Regions from separate parts of the Mus musculus genome. Here region 1 is linked to region 2. The links are chromatin contacts, called in public HiChIP or PLAC-seq maps. All regions are on one chromosome and are shown on one strand. The core of a region is the stretch at or near the end of the contact, and the rest is flanking DNA. Distances in the headings are between cores, read along the strand shown.

Region 1 (3,660 bases), core at 700-3,199, 350 kb after region 2:
TCATAAAGTGTAATACGTAGCGCAACAAAGGAGGGTTTGGTTTTTTTTTGGGGGGGGTTGTTTGTTTGTTTTTGTTTTAGGTTTTTTTTATGGCACAGTTGGTAGACTCTGGCTTTCCAGGTTGGAGGCTGAAGATCCAGGGCACGGCCAGATGTTCCCTGGCTTCATTCCAGGGCACGGCCAGATGTTCCCTGGCTTCATTCCAGGCCTGTGGAGGTTCTGAGTTTCCTAACTCAGCTCTGGGAGCTCGAGCTCCATTCCTTCCACCACCGCTGACAGCAGCAGGTGGAGTTTGGAGGGTGCTTGGGATGTTTTCTGTGTTTTAAGGAGCAATCCAGTAAGGTAGCACCAGGGTCTTGCGGGCACTCAAAGCCAGCAGCTTGTTTCCTTTGGGAGAGGACTGTCCTCTGCTTGCAGATGTCCTAGGCCTTCCTGTGGCTTGAGAGCATGGCAGGACATGAACTCAGAAGTCACTTGTTTGTTAAGAGTCACCCTCACTCTGCTCTTACCGTTCCAACTCCACATGACCCGTAGAGGGAGCCTGTCTGTACAGCCCAAATTGCATTTGTCTTTTGCTAGGCCGGTGGGTCAAAGTGGCTCTCCAGCATGCCTGTCCCTCTGTGACCTTGATGCCCACTGCTTGATATGTAAAGCCAGCATTTTGGCTGGCTGAACTAACGTCTTAAATTGTATTTATGTACAAGGTGAGGCTGAGGCTGCCATTAAGTAAGAGAGAATTGTAATAGTAGTTGGAACAGCCTATAATATAAAAAACATTGTGTGTGTCCTAGTTTGCTTTTGTTTTTGTTTTTTTGCATTCTGTTGCTATTAAATACATTATGACCCAAAGCAACTTGAGGAGACAAGGTTTTATTTGGCTTATACGTCCCAGTCTCAGTCATTGAAGGAAGTCAGGACAGTGGTGACTCAAGTAGGAGCAGAGGCAGGAACCTGGAGGAACACTGGTGACTGGCTTGCTTTTTAAGAACAGGGGTCGGATAAGGTTTAACCTTGCCTCAGACCCATAAAACCAGCAAGCCAACCAAAATAAGCTCTGTATCGTTAGCACCCAGTGTTAACTATACAGCAAAGCCTTTCAGGTCGCCTTACCCACTTGAGAACTCCCTGGTATTTGCTCTTAAGACAAAGGTTTAAAATCACAGAAGAGGGAATGAATTTAGGGGATGAGCAATACAAGGACAGCAATGGCAGGGGGTGTGTCCAGGACCCCTGAAGGTGTCTGTCTGAGAGGAAGTGAAAGGGCTCTGCTAGACGGCAGGGCTCCTGGCCCTCAAACAGGACTTACTCACAATGCTCCTCAAACAACCTCTGACACTTCATCACATCTGTAAGCCAAATCTACAAATGCTCATTCCTCTTCGCTTTAAAAAACAAAGTCCCCAAGGGCTTCTTTTCAATGACACCAAAAGCATGTACAGTAACTTACAGCTGTGATTCCAGCACTTGGACTAAGGCAGGACGATGGCTATGAGTCCAGACGGGCCTGTGATACATTGCGAGTTCCAGGCCAGCCTGGGCTATAGAGTGAGCCTCTGTTTAAAACAAGCATTTTTTAAAAAAGTATAAGTTAAAACCAACTGAATGCACTACTTAAATTGAAATGTTTGCCAAAGAAACAGAAATTTATTTTACCACGCTGCTCTGAGAAGCAGGACACGCCTGTGGCACAGGGGCTGAGTCAGAGGGTGTGGTGAGAACAGAAACAGAAAACTGATAATCTCCCTCCAAAAGCCAAACAAAGCAAATCCTGCTGTGGAAACTCCATTCTTTTTGCTAACAAGGTTATGCTACTTTAAAGCTGGCCCTTGCTGCGAACAGGGGAAAGGTCCGATCAGAGCAAGGTTCGCCTTCATCTCACACTGTGATCGGTGCATCTGTGTCCGCACTGGCCGGCCCTCACCTCCATTCTGTCCACTCAGCTTAGGCCTGGGCTGTATTGAGCCTGCACCACTGTAGGAGCCTAGAACAGGGACTCCCTGCCATGTCATTGTCTGCAGCTGGTGACCTGTCCCATTAATGGTGACTTGTCGGGTCATGCAAGGCAACAATGCTTCTCTGTATCTACAGGCAAAGTCCAGGCTCTTTAGCTACACCCAAGATCTGGGGCCATCCTCCCCTCAGACTGCCTGGGTGCTCTGTCTTTGTCCCAGCCAGGATCAATCATTCTATCGGTTGCTATTCTGGGTGTGGGTCAGATACACAGTATGCATCTCTGTTCTTGCTCAGCCCGAACCGCCAACCCCCTTCCCCGGCCTTCTAATGCTTCCTTCTGGATAAGTCAGGACTTTTGTCTTTCAGGAAGGTGTCCCTGAGTGTCCTAGCACAAAATGCTGGAGCTAGTGCTACTTGCACACATTAGGAACTCATGTGGCAACCTAGCTTGGTATTGGCCCAAATCAATCCTACAAAGTCTCTTTAAATCTAGACCGCAATGGAGGAGGGACAGGGACTTGGGAGGGGTCCTAGGTGACAATATCTTGCTCCCAATTAAAAATGAACTAACATGTGAAAGGTTTCTGTCTCATACATGAAATTTGGGGGAAGAAGTGGTTTTAAAGGCCTACGAGGAGCTATTTCTCTTGGCTTGGCTTCCTTCTCATGCTCAGAGGGTGGCTATAGAAGCTACAGGCTCTGGTCTCCTAACAACCAGGCCTGCAGAAAGCAGAAAGACTTAGTCCCAGACTTCCTAGAGCTCCTTCTTCTCCGTGGCCCTGATTATCCTTGAGATAGACGACCTGCCTTTTGTCAACCTGTAAGCATCATGGCTGTAGGGTGAGAGCTGTTCTATGAACAATGCTTTTGTTTTTTTTTCAAGTAACTCTTGAGAGAGAAGAGAGCATTCACATAATGTTTATTATAACATATTGCTATGATCATTCTATTTTGTTATTGTCGTTAACCTCTTACTGTGCCTAAGTTATAGACTAACCAGTCACAGAGTGGATAAGATGTTGGTTATGGAGGCCTAGTGGGTGGGAGCTCATAAATGGGAGCTCCTTACTTCCCACTGTTTCTTCATCCCAAGTCTCAGGGTACAACCCCTGCCAGGTAAGAAAGGACTTACTGCATGCATGTGTGTGGACCAAACCAGAGTCCTAGCTCAGACATACTCTTGTGTAGAGCCCAGGTCCTTTGCAGAGGGAGTAACAAAGCAAATCTCCCTGCTGGGGACTTTGCGGTGAGCTGGCAGCTCTTTACCATTTTAACTTCTGGTTAGCTCAGCACTTTTTATGTTTCTTAACTAGCTAGGCAAGTTTTATTGTTGTTTGGTTTGGGGGGTGGTTTTTTAATTTGGTTGGGTTTGGGAGTTTGTTTTGTTATTGTTGTTGTTTGGTTTGGTTTGGTTTGGTTTGGTTGGGGTTTTGTTGTTGTTTGGTTTTTGGGTTTGTTGGGTTTCAGGGATTTTGTTGTTGTCGTTGTTTGGTTTGTTTTTTCTTATGTGTATGGATGTTTTACCTGCATGTATGTCTGTGCACCACATGGGTGCCTAGTGCTTACAGAGGTCAAAAGGGGGCACTGGATCCCCGAAACTGGAGTTACAGACAGCTCCGAGCCACCATGTGAGTGCTGAGAATTGAAGCAGGCCCCTCTGGAAGAGCAACCAGCTCCTTCAGTTGGCTTTTCTTTGTGCTGTTAAAT
Region 2 (3,894 bases), core at 235-2,734:
TGGGGCTGTCAGGAGGGACCAAGAGTTGTGAGTCCTTTTGATCTTTATGTCTGACCTTGAAGAATCCACAGAAGCCCATTTTCTAGAGTGGAATTCAAGGAATCCCCAGGGGTGGGGAGGGCTTCTTTGAATTCCTGACCCTGGTTCCAGTGAGTTTCCTGTCCACTTTATGCTCGACAAATGATTGTTGGTGATATTCACCTCGCTCCTTGTCTTCTAGCTGGCATCTTTCTCCCCTGCCTCAGTGACCAGGACAACACTAGGGATAAGTAGAGATGTTCCTTTATCATTTCTTTTATAATTACCAGGAAGAAAAATCGTTCTACTTGATAGTGAAGACTCTCCTTTATTAACTCTGGATGCTATGTGTGTTGGTTTATTTCTGCATCTTTTGTATTTTCTCAGTTGCTCACTGGGGGCTGAAGTGTACCTGTCCTCACACTAATATGATTTTGTTCACTGGAATGCATATTTGAAGAAAAGCCAAGGATTATGCTTGTCCACGGACCAAGTACTTTGAAGGAAAGCCAACCATTGTATGGCAGACGCATATCTTCTAGTAATTTCATTTCTCAACTCTATGGAATACTTCTGAGTGACTTTCTGGGATATTTAATCTTAATGAAGGGGACTGGGCTGGTCTGAGACTCCATGGATCCATTTCTCTGACAAATACATCCAATTCTCTTCCTGGCTATTCATGAGGTGTGTCAACCAAGATGAAGTGTGCTATGGTGGGAACCAGCTGGTCCTGTATCCAGTCCAGACTCTTAGCTGCACGGTCCCCACCACTCCTTCCAGATGTCTCCCTTCTTCTGGGTTCTAGCACCAGCTGGTTGGTTTCCTAAGACACGCTTCCCAAAGAACTCTCCAAACCCCAAAAGCCCTCTGGCTGGCCAGAGCAGTTTACAGGACTGCAGAGAAACACTGCTAATGGGGTGTGGTGGCACTCTGTGGCTACGTAAGGACGTGCTATGCTTGACAAGTTAGCCACCATCACAGTGAGCTCGTCAAAGGAAAGGCATCACTCTCCAAATAAGCTAAGGCAGTAGCAATCCCAGAGGGGAACTGTCCTATCAAGACTCTTCCTCAATTCAACCCTAATCTACAAAAACAAAACTAACAAAAGTAACAACACCAAAACAAACAAACAAAAAACCCAACCCACCAAGGATCTTCTGTGTACGAAAGTGAGTGCCAGACATTTCTTACATAGCTGAACCAAGAAGATAAACTCTAAAGCCTTAGGGAAGCTACGTAATCCAAACCCCATATACTAAATATCTGCCAGGAGATGCATTACTCTGACATTTATTTCAGGCTTAACTCAGATTTGTGACATAATTAAGGAACTACCAGTGTGCATCTAAATGATGCAATTGCATTTTGTCAATACTAACTGCTTATCTACCCAATCTATGTGACTGTATCCAATCTTATCTCTGAAAGGTATGGAGGGTTGAAACAGAAGCCTTCCAACAACCTACTCCCTACAAAGGGACCCGCCTTGAAGAGTAGCTTCCAGTTCCTAGATCTCTGATTGCAAAGGGCAATGTAGCTGTGGCTAGAAAGATTAGCCCCTCAACAGAGTGTACCACTTGGGTATTGTAAACAGGAGGTGGAGAACTCATGAGATACAGAGGTAGGAGGCAGCTGAACCATATTATATGCCTGAATTGCTTGGTTATCTAAACAAACCAGGAACTACTTGGATTTTATCTGGGAAACTTTTTAAAATCATTCGCCTTCTATAGGGCTTCTTATTGTGGAGTGTCTAAACTCAATGTCCCCTCCACTCCAGGCCCCAGCCCACCAAGGTCAAAACAGGATCATGCTTGTGAGGATCCTGGCAAACCTGTCTTGGTTGCACCTAATTAAAAGACTTTGTGGGCTATGAATCTCCAGGTTGGTAATCCTAGGCTGACTCTTAGCTGTATAGAGTTTGTATTAGGCAGGGTTCTCTAGAGTCACAGAACCTATGGAATATCTCTATATACTAAGGGAAATTATTGGAAATGACTTGCAGTCTGCTGTCTAACTAACCCAACAATGGGCAGCTGTGAATAGGAACTCCAAGAATCTAGTAGTTGCTCAGTCCAAAGAGGCTAAGTGTTTCAGCTGGTCTTCTATATAAGCTGGAATCCTGAAGAAGCAGGTTCCAGCAGATGTGCTGGCAAGTAGGCAGAGAAGAGTGAGCCTTCCTCCTTCTGTTGTCCTTATGTAACAGAAGGTAAGGTTCAGATTAAAGGTGTATACCACCACTCCTGTACCTCAGCTATTCTTGGAATTTGCTCTGTGCCAGGCTGGCCATGAACTCAAGAGATCTGCTAGCCTCTGTCTCCTGGGATTAAAGGTGAGCATCACCCTGTCTGGCTCTAAGCTTTCCTTGCTACTCTGCCTCATGATCTGGATCAAAAGTCTGTGTCTTCCAGCCTCAAGATCTGGCTCACAGGTGTGTCCTCCATTTCTGGATTATACCTCATACTAGATATAGTCAAGTTGACAACTGGGACTAGCCATCATAGTGTCTGAAGTTTGCCTTAGTATACTCTCACAATGGCATGTTTGTCTTTCCTGTCATTATGCAGCCATTCAGTTATCACTAGCCTTTTGGTGTTTTTTGTTTGTTTTTCTAAACCCTACCTCCAAGCTATCGAATTCAGGAAATTGCTAGAATCAGTTTCTTTTCCCTTGCAGTTGGAAAATGAGTTTTAAATTATTCATATTAACACCCTTCAGATAAATTGAACTTCTAGACTCTGTTCAAGAGTGTTTAAGTAAAGCTTAGTATTAAAAAAAAAAAAATCAATCTTTTACATCAATGGAGGCCATTTTTAAACTACTAATTTCATATTAACCATTGGTTTTGACTTACAGAACTATCTCATCAGGAATTTCAAGAATCATTAATATTAATAAGGAAAGAGGCAAACCATCACAATCTCAACATTACAAAACACTGCCAACTTCTATTTCTGGCCATTTAACTAGCTGGCTAGCTGGCAAAGCCTTTTCTCCAACCCACTGATCACCTAGACCTGCTGACTGTGGCAGTATTTAAAGCACTTCCTGCTACATGCATATCTGAACTTAGCTGAAAGTAAAGATGGTTCTCTGAAGCCGGCACGCGCTAAGCAGGATCCAGAGTAAAAGCCCTCACCAGCATCGCCCTCCGAGCATGCCCGCCCGCCCGCCCGGAAGCTGCTGCCTGGCGATGAGGTCTTGAACTCAGGCGCATCCTCAGTAGCTGCCCTGGTCTTGTTCCCCTGTTCTGACCACAGCCAGCCTGGGAGGAGGAAAAGGTTTGTTTGGCTTACAGATTAAAGTCCTTCACTGAGGGAAGCCAGGGCAGGAACTGAAGCGGAGACAATGGGAGAATTACTCACTGCCTTGCTTCCCGTGGCTTACTCCACCTAATTCAGTTTGTAACTCAGGACTATCTGTCCAGTGGTGGCCTTGCCCAAAGGGGCCGGGCCCTCCCACATCATTCATTAACTAAGGAAATGACTCTATAGCCCTATGTACCGGCCAATCTGATGGAGGCAAGCCCTCCACTGAGGTTCCCATCCCAGATGACACTGGCTGTCACAAGTGACAGAACAGCTAACCAGAGACACTGCTGATGAAGCAAAAGGTGGTACTTCCAGAGTGGTAGCTCAATCAGAACATTCTGATAAATGATGGGTTCTTACGGATCATCATGAAACGGAACAAAGCCTGGGAGCCGATAGCATGGCAGCCACCATGATGTCGTGCTGCAACTCAAACTTTCGGGCTTTCAAAGAACCGCATAAAATCCCGGAGATGAAAATATATTGAATATATTTTATTGAACTGATAAGCAGATTATATTGGTGGAGAGCCACCAGGAAAACCGTGATTGTGGTAAAGAAT

The links. HiChIP or PLAC-seq counts read pairs in DNA pulled down with a chosen protein or histone mark.
Region 1: an H3K27ac HiChIP or PLAC-seq map of extraembryonic endoderm stem cells shows a contact between it and region 2. The contact joins two enhancer-like sites. A contact is called at or near these places in 5 of 484 Hi-C or Micro-C datasets (the Ba/F3 cell line, cardiomyocytes, gonadal supporting cells and 2 more) and 2 of 115 datasets of contacts at active chromatin or transcription factors (extraembryonic endoderm stem cells and pancreatic cancer cells).

What each region holds. Positions count from the first base shown.
Region 1 is chr6:54,362,907-54,366,566 of GRCm38.p6, forward strand. The region is part of intron 3 of 9130019P16Rik (RIKEN cDNA 9130019P16 gene); the gene reads right to left. Among named protein-coding and RNA genes, the nearest start is that of Prr15, 38 kb to the left of the region's middle. Within about 2 kb of position 1,950, at least 35 of the 459 cell types and tissues checked have an H3K27ac peak or open chromatin away from gene starts, as enhancers often do. A contact at or near this core is called in extraembryonic endoderm stem cells, where this site is marked.
Region 2 is chr6:54,018,242-54,022,135 of GRCm38.p6, forward strand. No RefSeq gene overlaps it. Among named protein-coding and RNA genes, the nearest start is that of Chn2, 20 kb to the right of the region's middle. Within about 2 kb of position 1,485, at least 19 of the 459 cell types and tissues checked have an H3K27ac peak or open chromatin away from gene starts, as enhancers often do. A contact at or near this core is called in extraembryonic endoderm stem cells, where this site is marked.